Linked DNA regions of Zea mays: regions 2 and 3 are each linked to region 1. Evidence: chromatin contacts called from public Hi-C data. All regions are on one chromosome and are shown on one strand. The core of a region is the stretch at or near the end of the contact, and the rest is flanking DNA. Distances in the headings are between cores, read along the strand shown.

Evidence for each region. A called contact is a pair of places that touch in the nucleus more often than the background predicts.
Region 2: a contact with region 1 is called in a Hi-C map of leaf, with 2.9 times the contacts expected there. The contact joins the promoter of LOC100282824 here to the promoter of LOC100383418 in region 1. A contact is called at or near these places in 5 of 25 Hi-C or Micro-C datasets (bundle sheath, ear, leaf and 1 more).
Region 3: a contact with region 1 is called in a Hi-C map of ear, with 4 times the contacts expected there. The contact joins the promoter of LOC103632538 here to the promoter of LOC100383418 in region 1. A contact is called at or near these places in 7 of 25 Hi-C or Micro-C datasets (ear, endosperm, leaf and 3 more) and 1 of 3 datasets of contacts at active chromatin or transcription factors (leaf).

Annotation. Positions count from the first base shown.
Region 1 is chr7:87,057,351-87,061,368 of Zm-B73-REFERENCE-NAM-5.0, forward strand. LOC100383418 (flowering time control protein FPA) reads right to left here and starts at 2,068. Exons shown (of 5, transcript XM_008654306.4): 1 at 1,932-2,068; 2 at 1,481-1,855. The coding sequence starts at 1,934.
Region 2 is chr7:87,483,836-87,487,853 of Zm-B73-REFERENCE-NAM-5.0, forward strand. LOC100282824 (myb family transcription factor-related protein) reads left to right here and starts at 1,801. Exons shown (of 6, transcript NM_001412424.1): 1 at 1,801-2,276; 2 at 3,489-3,565; 3 at 3,639-3,693. The coding sequence starts at 2,093.
Region 3 is chr7:87,401,585-87,405,602 of Zm-B73-REFERENCE-NAM-5.0, forward strand. It overlaps LOC103632538 (DNA-binding protein SMUBP-2), which reads right to left and starts at 2,148. Exons shown (of 6, transcript XM_008654308.3): 1 at 980-2,148; 2 at 610-902; 3 at 1-413. The coding sequence starts at 1,286.

The DNA.
Region 1 (4,018 bases), core at 818-3,317:
GAGGGCTTGCGACACAAGGTGTCTTGGGGACTTAGGATATTTTACCTCTAGAAGGTCCTAGGGCACTAGGCGCCCTAGGCCTCATAGCACCTAGGTGGCTCGGAAACCATCTGTGCCTTCTAGCAGCCGAGGAGTCATCCTATCTAGATACTTCTATATAATGTCAGAGTCAGGCCTCTCCCTTGGCTGAGACGGTGGGCCCCAAAGTCAGTCTCTCAAGCCAAGATTCTCGAGTGCGTCTTAGCGGCAGCAGGAGGTATGGCCTTCCCCAAACACTAACAACCCCAAAAGTGTTCTTGTAGTTTTCACATGCATTAATAGATTCCCTAATTATTCAACATCGCGAGATGCACTATATATGAAACATCCATAGAAGTCAACATCAAATGAACAAAGGATTTTTCAAGCCATGAGCACATTCGACCTTTGATTAAATATAAGGACGCCCCAGATATGACCTAGAGCATCTCCATTAGTTCTCTTAAAAAAGCCCTTTAAACTCTGATTTAGCAAGTTGCTAAATATATATTGGGAACAAAAACAACCTTAGCCTCCAACGGTTCCCAATTCTTAGGTTGTTAAATATTTTTAAATTATGCTAACTCGATGGTAAATTCATCATTTCTACAGCTTAGATCATTTAAAATGTATCACTTGTACACGTGTGCGAACTCGATGTTAGACAAGTGATTTCACGGTGTGATTGATGAGCAAAACAGGCTATTGAGAGTGCGAAACAACTCCCAAGACCCCAAGTTTAGGGACTAAATAAGGATATTTAAGAAGTTGGTATATTTAGGGATCTCATTTAAGGAACTGTTGAAGCATGATTTTTGGTTACTAACACCCTAAATTAAATTTAGGAAGTTTTTTTGGGAACTAGTGAAGATGCTCTAAGAACTGCGCGGCAAGAGTTGCCCTAAATAAATAGAAAAAATTACTCAGTGCCTCATAGCTATTGGTGAACTATTGACACGAGACAACAGCAACACTCAAGCAGGTACTTTCTAGTATTGATGATTTAGGGTGTGATGGCAAGGGGAAGATACATGCAATAATCCTAGCTATGTTCCTCCAATATGGTTATCATTTGCCCTTTGCAGGACATCTGACAAGGGTCACAAATGCAGAGACACTGTGGGTGTAATTGTTCAGATTCAGTGAAACCTGTGACCAATGGTGCTGACTAAATAAATCCTGCACTGGTAGAATTTCAGTGCAGGTGAACATTGAGATTCTTCATTAGCCAGGCTCATGAAACAGCCTTCTACTCTCTGTTCCTGCACATTTCCGGGCATACCTGTTTTGAACCGATTTGAGACGGGGGCAGTGCTGTGAACCCTAAATTTAATTGTTGATACTCAGCCTTTCTTGAAAGGCTTAGGTTTTGTACACAAGATAAGAGAAGAACACCGCACCGATAATTGCTTGGAGTCAAATTAAATAAACATATAATGAACAGAGGATGTTCAACACTGACCCCCTTGGAAAACTCGATCCTAACAGGCGCCCCAGCCAGGCGAGCCCCCTGGAGCTCCCGCACCGCGGCCACAGCGTCCCCCTCCCGCAGGAAGCTCACGAACGCGAAGTTCCGGCCGGGTTCGCGGGCAACACCCTCGACGTCGCCGCACCGGAGGAACAGCTCCGACAGGTCGGACGCCGTGACGCTGGGCGCCAGGCCACCCACCCACAGGTGCCGCGACGGCGGTGCCACTCCCCAGCCCGACGCCCGACGCGGTAATGGGAAGTACGGGTTCTCCTCGACGCGGACGCCGTGACGGACTGGCCGCTCGTCGCCCAGCGGGCCGCCGCCGAACCTCCCCCGTCCACCCGGGCCGCGGCGGCCCCTCGCCATCTGCAAAAACCGGTCGAGATTGATCAGGACAGCTGCAGTTTAACACGAACGTGAGAGATAAAGGATGGAGCTGTACCATTGGCCGCGGCGAGCGGCGGGCAGCAGCGAGCGGCGGGCGGCGGCAATCGAAAGGTTAGGGTTTGCGGTTCGATGGGACGGATGAGGAAGCCGAGAATGGTTTTTCTCTTTAATTTTTTTGTCGATTTCAATCACGGACCCTGATGTATCGAGAAATTTGGAATTTTTTAGTCCATTAAGGGCTATTTGGCAACTAATTTTTTAAAGGATTTTTATTTTTTAAAGAAAATTAGTTTATTTTAAATTGAAAAAAAATGAGAATCACTTAGAAAACTAGAGTTGCCAAATAGTCCTAAAAGAATCTTCTGGTTTATAATTGCCTATAATTACCACCGAGTCTTTGACTTGTGAGTTCATAAATGTGGTATGATAACAATTTTGCAAAGCCAATTCTTTATAATGGCAAAAATCAAATCTCTCCTAATATATCATGTTTGTACCTCTCTATATGGGTGTGAGTAAATAAAAAATTACTATGAATTCAGGTGTAAGGCCATCTCCAGCAGATCATATATTACATCACTATCGTATTTTTTATTTCAAACTTCACTCTGCAAATAGTGTCAAATAATATCGCGTCCCCTATTTTGCACCATCCATCGAAAACAGCCTAAATAAAAATAACGATCATAGTTAAGTGGTGTTTGGACTGCTTCACTCACGAAAATCGACTCAACTTCACAAAACTTGAGCCAAACATTTCAGACTTCAACTCAGCTTCACCAAAAAATGTGAAGTTGGGACTAGCTTTACCTTTTTTTATAAAGCAACAAAAAGAGTATTTTTGCAACACTGTTTTTCAATATTCTTGTGAAGTTAGGGAATAATTATCCACCATTCCCACCGATTACATAGAAAAAAAACTATTCGTTCTTTTTCATCCACTTTCCCTAAGGCGCATAGCTCTGTTCCTTCAACAACCCTAGCCGATGTCTAGTAGGAACGACGTCGGAGATAGCTAGAGCCATGGGAAGGTACACTTGTAATTGTTTGTGATTGAAGAGGAGCAATGATAAAAACTCGGCAGTAATTATTCTTTTTTGAACAATTGTATTTGACTCAAAAGTTCTTTTATTCTTATAATCTTCTTCCTTTGGTTTATCCTTCGGTAAAGGAATGAAGGTTTTCTATTATTAGTTGTGTTGCCCTATTTTGATCTATCTGAAGGTATTAAAACAAGTGACCAACATTAGCACCCACCGTCGGTAAACTCACGACTGCAAGCATCTTTTCGTCGTGCCTCTGAAAAAGTCTACAGCTCCTGCTACGGTTCTTTATCCCATTAATCAGAACTAGGATGAAGAAGCATGTCTTCTCGAGGCACAAAAGGAGAAAAGAAAGGTTGTGGGTCCTCCACCGAAAGATGGTCCTGATTTAGAATTTGAAAAACTGAAAGTTATCCATCAACAAATCGAGAACCAACGGGATAAGTTGTTTCGAGTTTCTCAACTACAAAACAACAAATTAGCGAAGCATCAGAATAATTGTGTCACATGACACAACAAAAAGAGCAATTTCAGGGTTCACACTACCAAAGAAATCGGGGTTTATTAAAACTCACTCGAGTTTAAAACCCTCCCGTGTTTTGAGGGATTGAGGCAGCCCTTCTATCGACGCGTGGACCACGAGCGTGGCTCCCACGAGAGCAGACAAAGAGCTATTATGGACACGAAATTAGTATTCGATCAAACTGAGCTGGTGAACTGCAGCCCCGTGTCGTCCTCCACCGCGCGACTCCCTCCGCACCCTCGCTCGACAACTCCTTTATGCTGCCGCATTGCCGCTGCCTGGCCAGGGCCGCCGCTGTCCTATCAAAGCGCTAGAGGGGATGGTTATTGTAAGTACCGTGTGACTAGAGTTATGGTTTATAGAGGAGTTTACCGGTGAAGGGGGTTAGTGGAGGATTATGGGTCTCATTAATGGGTTGTTAGTCATTTGTACTAGTATAAATACTACCTCTTGTACTGAGACAATCATCTTGATGAATAAGAAATACAAGATCCACAAATCTCATACATGTTTCCAACTTACCTAGGAACTGATGCTTGGAAGAACTCACTGGAGTTCTTCTGTTGCTGCTCACGA
Region 2 (4,018 bases), core at 551-3,050, 430 kb after region 1:
CAATAAAAATACTGTAGGCTCTCCCTACAGTAATTTAAGTTTCAAAAAAAATCCCTGCGGGGATCCCCACGAACGTGGACATTTCTTCCCCATCCCCGTTACCCGCGGGGATAAATCCCTGTCGGGGATCCCCGTCCCCGCTTAAATTATAAATAGATCGTACTTCATTTGTTATTAATATAAAACCTTGTCACTTATACACATTGTTAGATGTAAAAATCATTATGTGTACATTAAAATGAATGCATTTATACAACGAGTAATCTCTTGGCAAGATAATTATTTATTTTATCATTAACTATTATATGAAAACATTGTGACATGTAAGTTTAACGGGTCCCCGTGGGGAACGGGGATCCCCGTTTACCCGTCGGCGAAGAATTTTCCCCATTTAAATCCTCGCGGGAGAAGAAATTTTTCCATCCCCATCCCCTAATAGAGGAATTCCCTACGGGGAATCGGGGATCGGGTCTCCATTGCCATCTCTAAGTGGGATTAGAGAGGATTGAGGAGGATTAAATCTCTTTCTATTCAAAATTGAAGAGGGGAGATTTATTCCCTTCCAATCCCTTTAATCCACTCTTAACCAAACAATCCCTAAATTGGATATTTTTGTCCTTGCCACAATGTCGTTTTGCATGTCAATATTTATCATAATACTTTTGTCACCACTAAGTTGTCCTTGTTTATTACTAGTAACTGCAAAGCTATTAGGCACTTTCCATTTCACAAATAAAATGTTATATTTCAATATTTGATTAAAAAATAAACATTATCTAGACACTGCACGTTGTTACTGTTTCTATTTATGATAGAGTATAGAATATAAAACACAAAGTCACAATACATACATATTATGTTGTCTAGGTGGGTGTGAATATGGCTTTAGAGTCAATAACCATTGTTCGAATCCTCATTTGTATGTAATTTTAGTCTTTTATCATTTAAATGTGAGGGGACAAGGAGAGGTGAATGGAAGGAGTGAAAAGTTTTTAGGCTTTGGAGTGAACTATTTTGGGCCAACATCAGGTTCTTTCTAGCCCTTGCGAAAATTGAATCTGGTCCAACATTATAATACCGTGTCCAACAGTTTATCTATATGATCATCTAAAACATTGTTTCACACTGTAGACTGCACTATTCACAGAGTGAAGTTTGAGTATTAGTATATGGATAAATAAATTGCTGAAGATAGACTAATCAATTGATCGAAGTACTAGTAATCTGAGCTGTATTTTAATAACATCAATAGTTTCTTATCCGGAAAGGTGATGACGTCTGGATCTAGACATGAACGTGCAAGACAATATTTTGCAAGCAAGGAACACAGCAAAAGAGCAGAATGAAAATGCCTAAACAATTGGAGAGGAGGCACCAATCAGTCTCTGTTCAGGTTGAGCGGTCACCTGTGCCGCCGTCCACTCCATTTTATATTTTCAGCAAGCAAGATCTGATTAATTAATTATTATTGTGTCAGCCCAATTGCCAATTTGGCCGCACCAAACAGACAGGAGAGTGACGAGCGAGAGCAAGAGGACAGAGGAGTGAGAAGCGCAAGTACAAAAAGCAAAAGGGCGATGAAATTTCCATGCTCCAATGATTGTGCAGTCACCAACAGCTCAGGATTTCATTCTACACCAATCAATCAAGATTAAGAAAGGATTTTTAAGAGGTGGGCTGTTATATGTCTCTGGGACGATGATGGCTCTACTGACTAACCAGATGCAGTGTTTATCAAGTCAGATGTAATTTTTCAATGACGGTGTCAGAAAAGGACATTGCTTTGCACTAACAAATATCATTACGGCAATAATGAAATGGGAGCCTTGCAGCTTGCGCCACCAGAGAGCTACTAAACACAATTCGATCGAGAGCGAGCGAGCGAGAGAGAGAGAGAGAGAGAGAGAGAGAGAGAGCAGGGCTGAAGAAGTTGGAGGAATCGCTGCCAGTGGAAAGCGGCAGCAGCAGAAGCAAGAACCAGCAAGAAAGGGGAGAGAGAAAGCCGAAGGACTTTTCCTCGGATTGCATCCTTCGCTTTTGAGGGAAGGAGAAGGACCCTCTCTGTCCTCGCGGGGGGCGGCAGGAGGAGCAGATGTTCCCGCCTGGCCTGATCCACCACCGCCCTGACGCTACCGCTCCCGGCGATGGGCCACCGCGCTCCGGCCCCGGTGGGCCGAGCCTTGTACTGACGGCGGACCCCAAGCCCAGGCTACGGTGGACGGCCGACCTCCACGAGCGTTTCGTCGACGCCGTGGCCCAGCTCGGCGGACCCGAGAGTGAGCTACCCTCTCCTCCCTCTCCAATCTCGCAACTTTGGCGGTCCTTGGTTTTGGCATTGGAATAGAGAGCATTGCGTGCTTGTTGCCTTGTTGGTTAGTGCATCCATTGGGTGTCTTCCTTGGTCTCTCGGTAGCCGAGATTTCGTGGCGCGCGCGAGGTTCCGTTCCGGATTGAGGATGCTTGCGCTGAAACCGTCGGAAAGTTTTGATCGTTAGTGTACAAATCCTGGAATTTAGGCTCGAGCTAAACGCAAGTCGTTTGGATAAGTGCGCCGTGCATTTGCGCTTCCGATGTCAGATCTAGCGTGCCCGAGGTAACATGGTATTTGGGGCGTGCATGAATGAAGTTTATCTGCTTTCTTGCTATGGAACATATTGAGAGATGTGGCCTGTGTTTCTGCTGCATGCAGAGAAGATGGGTCATGTTCATCGTGTCCGGTCATTATGTTATGGTGACCTGTATTGATGAAGGTTGATTAGTGTGGATTTTTTAACGTAATTGTTGAACGCAAAATGTGACATGCGGACTGTCCGCCCCGGGCAGGACGGCCCGCGGTGGTGACGCGGACGGTCGGCTTTCCGGATTTCGGCGCCAACAGTAATGTTGGCTGCTGGAAATTGATCTGTTGGGGCTAGCAAGAAGTGTATAATGTTTTCTCTGAGATACTCCTCTCTTCAAATTATAAGTCATTCTAGTTTTTTTAGTTTTTAGGTACATAGCTTTGCTATGCATCTAGACATACAGTTTATCTCAATGCATGGCTTTTGCTATGCATCTAGAAAAACCAGAACAACTTATAATTTAGAACGAAGGGATTGCTTATTATACACAAGCTTGGCTCTTGCATATTTGCACTCTATATAGTTTTTTATTGTTCAAATTTTAGGTTTCAAGCATTTTATTTCTGTAATTTTTTATATAGATTCATTTTTGGCGCCAAATATCCTGGAAATTCAGCTATAATGTCAAACATTCAAAACAAAGGAAGTATATGTTTCCTTGTCGTTTTGGTGTTCCACCGTTATTTTTTGTGTGAACTGGGGCAGAGCAGTCACCACTGCCACCGGGTCCATTTGGATGTCAAATTGTCCCTCCAAATGGTAGTATGCAATTAGTCATTTGCTATCACGGAACTAGGAGAGCACACTAATCTAAATTCTTGTTTCTTGTGTTTTGAAAATATTTTTAATGAATGAATAATTTTGCAGAAGCAACACCAAAAACTATCTTAAGGACGATGGGTGTCAAGGGTCTTACTCTTTTCCACTTGAAGAGTCATCTTCAGGTACTTCATCATGCTCACATGTTCCTCAAAAGTCTTAAAAACAACTGGTTCTAAATGTTTCTCATGTGATCAGAAATATAGGTTAGGTAAACAATCTGATAAAGAGGGGTCAGAGCAATCTAAAGATGGTAAGTTGTTATCCAGTTAATGTTCAATTCTTTCTGTGGTGTTTCTAATTTTTTTTATGATTTCAAAGTTCAATTTGAATCAACGCAACCTGTATTTTATTAACAGGTGCACTTTTTCTTTATGACACTCTGTATGATGTTTATTGCTATTATGATTGATCAATGGTCTCTATGTGTTAGTTTCCTTATTGTTTTTTGTGAAATGATATATCACCTATGTGTGAACATATAGTATGTAGTCTTTTATGAAAGATGGAAGTTGATGATAACTTTGTAAAGGAGAATCTGGTCTTTTCCTAGTTATAAAATGGACATCTGTTGTGGA
Region 3 (4,018 bases), core at 898-3,397, 340 kb after region 1:
ACTCGCACAATGTTCTTCAGCCCACTCGCTGACAAGCTCTCCGCCATGTTGTCGACCGCCGCGTTGCTTGGAGCCGTCACGAGCACGCGTTCACCCCGGCGCACCACGCGCGCGACGAGGTAGCTGAGCAGACGGGTCTTGCCTGTTCCAGGAGGCCCCTGGATCACCAGGACTGGCCTCTCCTTGTCCAGGGCCAGTGCGAGAGCCCTCGACTGGGAGGTGTCGAAGCTGTGGCTGTGCGTCTCCAGCGAACCGCCGTCAGGTGCTTCTGGTCCACGACGATCCGTCAGACTGTTTCTCTCCGGCTTCGTCGCGTCTTCCTTGTCTCCGAACAGAGTGGCCACTACCCCGATGGATGCGTTTCTTTTCTGTAACCCTCTCTTCTGAAGAGCCATCAGTGCTTCGCAGTTGCGCTGCAGAGACAGCCAAATAACAGAGCAAACTCTTAGCACGCTCCTTTGGAATGCAGTAATTTCAGAGAAATCATATAGGAATTTTACAGGAATCAGTTTATTTTCACAGAAAAAACACAGAAAATAGGAGGAAAATCCGGCAATCCAAAGGAGCCAAGAAAGAAAGGAACACGAGTGTTCTAACAGATCGCATTACCTCGTATGTAACTGCATCTGCTAGAGCCTGTATGCGATCAATACGCGCAAATTTCCCTGGGAACCTGGAGAAGGCAGGTTCACCGCCGCGGCGTGATCTGAATGCAACCGTAATGCTGCGTCCATCCTCACCGAGATTATGGACGGAGGCTTGCAAGCAAGGAGTTGAAGCGGCAACCTCGCCCTGGCTGTCGCATGCTCTCACGCAAACCGTGTCTCCAGGGGAGAGTCTGGTTGCAGGAAGTCTGTGGCTTCCCTCGGCTCTGAATAAGACTAGATGTTGACCAGTTAATCCTGCACCAGTGGAAACATGAGTCACTGACCAAAGGTTAATTAATGAAACCAAGTAAAAAGAAAGAAAAAAAGCATACCGGTTGAGCTGCTGATGACTCTCAAATTGCAAATGGTGTCACCATCCTCTTGGGCCTGACCATGAGCTACCACTGGCTTTTTCGGCATTCCATCCATCACTGTACCGGCGGCACTCACCTCATGATCCTGGGCCAGTTCCAGCTCCGCATCTCGTTCTAGCCGAAGAAGGCCGGTCATTTGCTGAACAAAGCCATCGATTCTAGCCTGCATCAGCCTCGTCTTCTCCAAGCTGACGCCAAGCGTGGTGTGCAGAACAGGAGCAGTAGACCGGCGTGCGGCCGTCCGATGCTCCGCCGATCTAGCCATCTCTTTCAGAAGCGCCCACGAGCGTGTAGAGCGCCAGTCATCATCAACAAGAAGGCCCTCTTGTTACCGCCGCAGCAGGACATCGCGGAGCTCTCTCTGGAAGTTGTCGAACAGCGTGGGGTAGTGAGCGGAGGCCGTGCGGCACAGAGCGTCCTGTCCCTTGGGCATGGGAGTGGCAGAAAGGTGTGCCTGTGCCTGCGCTACAAACCCCGCGTGGGCCGCGTGCCCACCATCAGACCACAGGAATGCCTTGTTACCTTGTGTCTCTGGCTGGTCTGAGGAAGCGAATTCAGAGGCCATCTGGCGCATGCCCTGCTTCAGCCAGTGCACCACGTGTTGCCCCAGCTCCTTTCGCCCAAGGGGGTCGCCGCTCTGCGCCGTCCTAGTCGACAACTCCGACGACGATGGTGCACGCACGCCTTGGTTGGGCGCTGTTTTCTTCCCCTTCCTTGGTCTTCTCCTACTTTCCTTGGTTTCGACGATGGCGTTGTCGTCACGGCCGCCATGGCTGCTGGTGGGATAGGAATGGCGACCAACAAGTGCTGACAGTGCTCGCTCGTAGGGCACTGCAGGTGAGACTAGTCGGAGATGACCTGAATGGTAACAACTGGTTGGGGAATAATCAGGCAGTGGAAGCAGCTTCAGTTCTCTCCTTCTTTGGGGTCGCACGGGGGCATAATAAGAAGAAGAAAACTGGGACGTAAAATGCCGATGATGAGGTGACATGGTCGGCCAAAGCTAGCAATGGCGGAAGCAGGAGAGCTAAGGAAGGGAATGAGCTGAGCATGCAAGTTAACTTCGATGAGGCATATGCAAGCAAGTGGCCCGCAGCCCGCCAACACAGGCTTCAGCTCCTGTGGTCGACATAATGCTACGTACACGTCGTTGCCTTAAAAACATCATCATGAATTGGTGGATGGCGGGGCACTGAATTTGTCCACAGCCCACCAAGCTATTTTATGGCAAGAATTTGTCCACACACCGATCTCACGGCATAGAGTTTGGAAGGAGAACACAGCAGGAGACCGGGAGCATCTGCAGTAGTTCGTTCTCTAGATAGATTTCTAAATATAAATTTAAGAAGTTGTTATTAGAAATGGTCCTCCAACGATTATATCTAGAAGAGGTTGTTGAAAAAATAAGCCTTATCACATTAGATACGTAGTCAACACGATTAGTTGCATGCATTAGCTAGTTAGTGGGTTAGTGGCAGCGATTGTGGTCGCATGAGCTTCTGTGGACGCCATGCAATAGTGGGTTAGTGGCAGCGAGTCGCACGCATGCCTGAGGACGCGGACGTACTCGCGGTATGCGGACGTGGGATGGACACGTCAATACTGTACATCGTGGAGACGCTCGGACTCTACTTGTACTCCTTTGCTTTTGTTATAAAGTGCATTAGAAAACGTCGCAAGAATTAGCGGCACAAATTCTCTTGAGTCCATCCAGTGCTTGTGAGTTTGTTTGGTTTTCATTTCTAACACTTGGTATCAGAGCTAAGTTCGATACGTCATGTCAGCTCCAACGAGAGAGCGTTCCCTGACTCCGCCTCATCGTCGACAATGGAGATCGCCACCGCATCGGCGCAGGAACGGTGGCGACGGCGAGCGAGTGGTTGAGAGGATCGTGGAGCGGATCTCATCAGCCGGACCCACGACATACCCCATGCTGACCAAGACAAACTACAACGACTGGGCGCTTCTCATGAAGATCAAGTTGCAGGCTCGGTGCCTCTGGCGGGCCATCGATCTGGGTGATGACGTCAGCGAGCCGGAGGATAGGCTGACACTAGACGCATTGTGCAGTGCCATCCCGCCAGAGATGGTGTCCACACTCGCCGTCAAGCTGACAGCGAAGCTGGCGTGGGAAGCTGTCCGTATCATGCGGATAGGCGACGACCGCGTGAGGAAGACGACTGCGCAACGCGTACGCCGCCAGTATGAGGAGCTGGCGCTCAAGGAGGGTGAGGGCGTGGAAGACTTCTCTCTACGCCTCACCAACATCGTCAGCCAGCTCGCTACACTGGGTGACCCTGAAGATCCTACGAAGGTCGTCGAGAAATATCTGCGCATCGCTCGCGGAAGGTACAAACAGCTTGTTGTTTCCATGGAAACTTTGCTTGACATCTCTACCCTGTCTATCAAGGAGGTCACTGGACGTCTCCTGGCGTCCAAAGACGACCCGGAGTCCAAGCAGAATCTAGACTCCGGGAAACTGTACCATAGGGAGGAACAGTGGCTCGAGAGGTACAAGGCTAAGGAGCAGGAGAACAGCCGCACAGGTGGCGGGTCCAGGGGCCGCGGCCGGCGTCGTCCAGCAAGAGGCAAGGCCCGCGGCAGTTCAAGCTCGGAGACGCGAGATAAGAGCACGCCGCCGGCACGCAACTCCGACAGGTGCTGCTACTGCGGCATTATTGGCCATTGGGCCAGAGAGTGCCGTAACAAGAAGCCAGACGAGCAGGCCCAGGCTCATGTTGCTCAGGAAGGTGAGGACACACTCCTCCTTCTTGAGAGCTGCATCGAGGTGCCCTCCCCGACATGCGTCGAGGGTAGCCGAGTGACGCGGCAATCACGTGCCGCTGATGGTGTCCATCTCAGCAAACACAAAGTGTTTGCTGTCTTGGACAACGCAAAGGAGGAGTGCGCGGCGCTGGATCTTTGACACCGGTGTGTCGAACCATATGACGGGGACGCGGGCATTCTTCTCCGACCTCGACACAAACATCGCGGGCA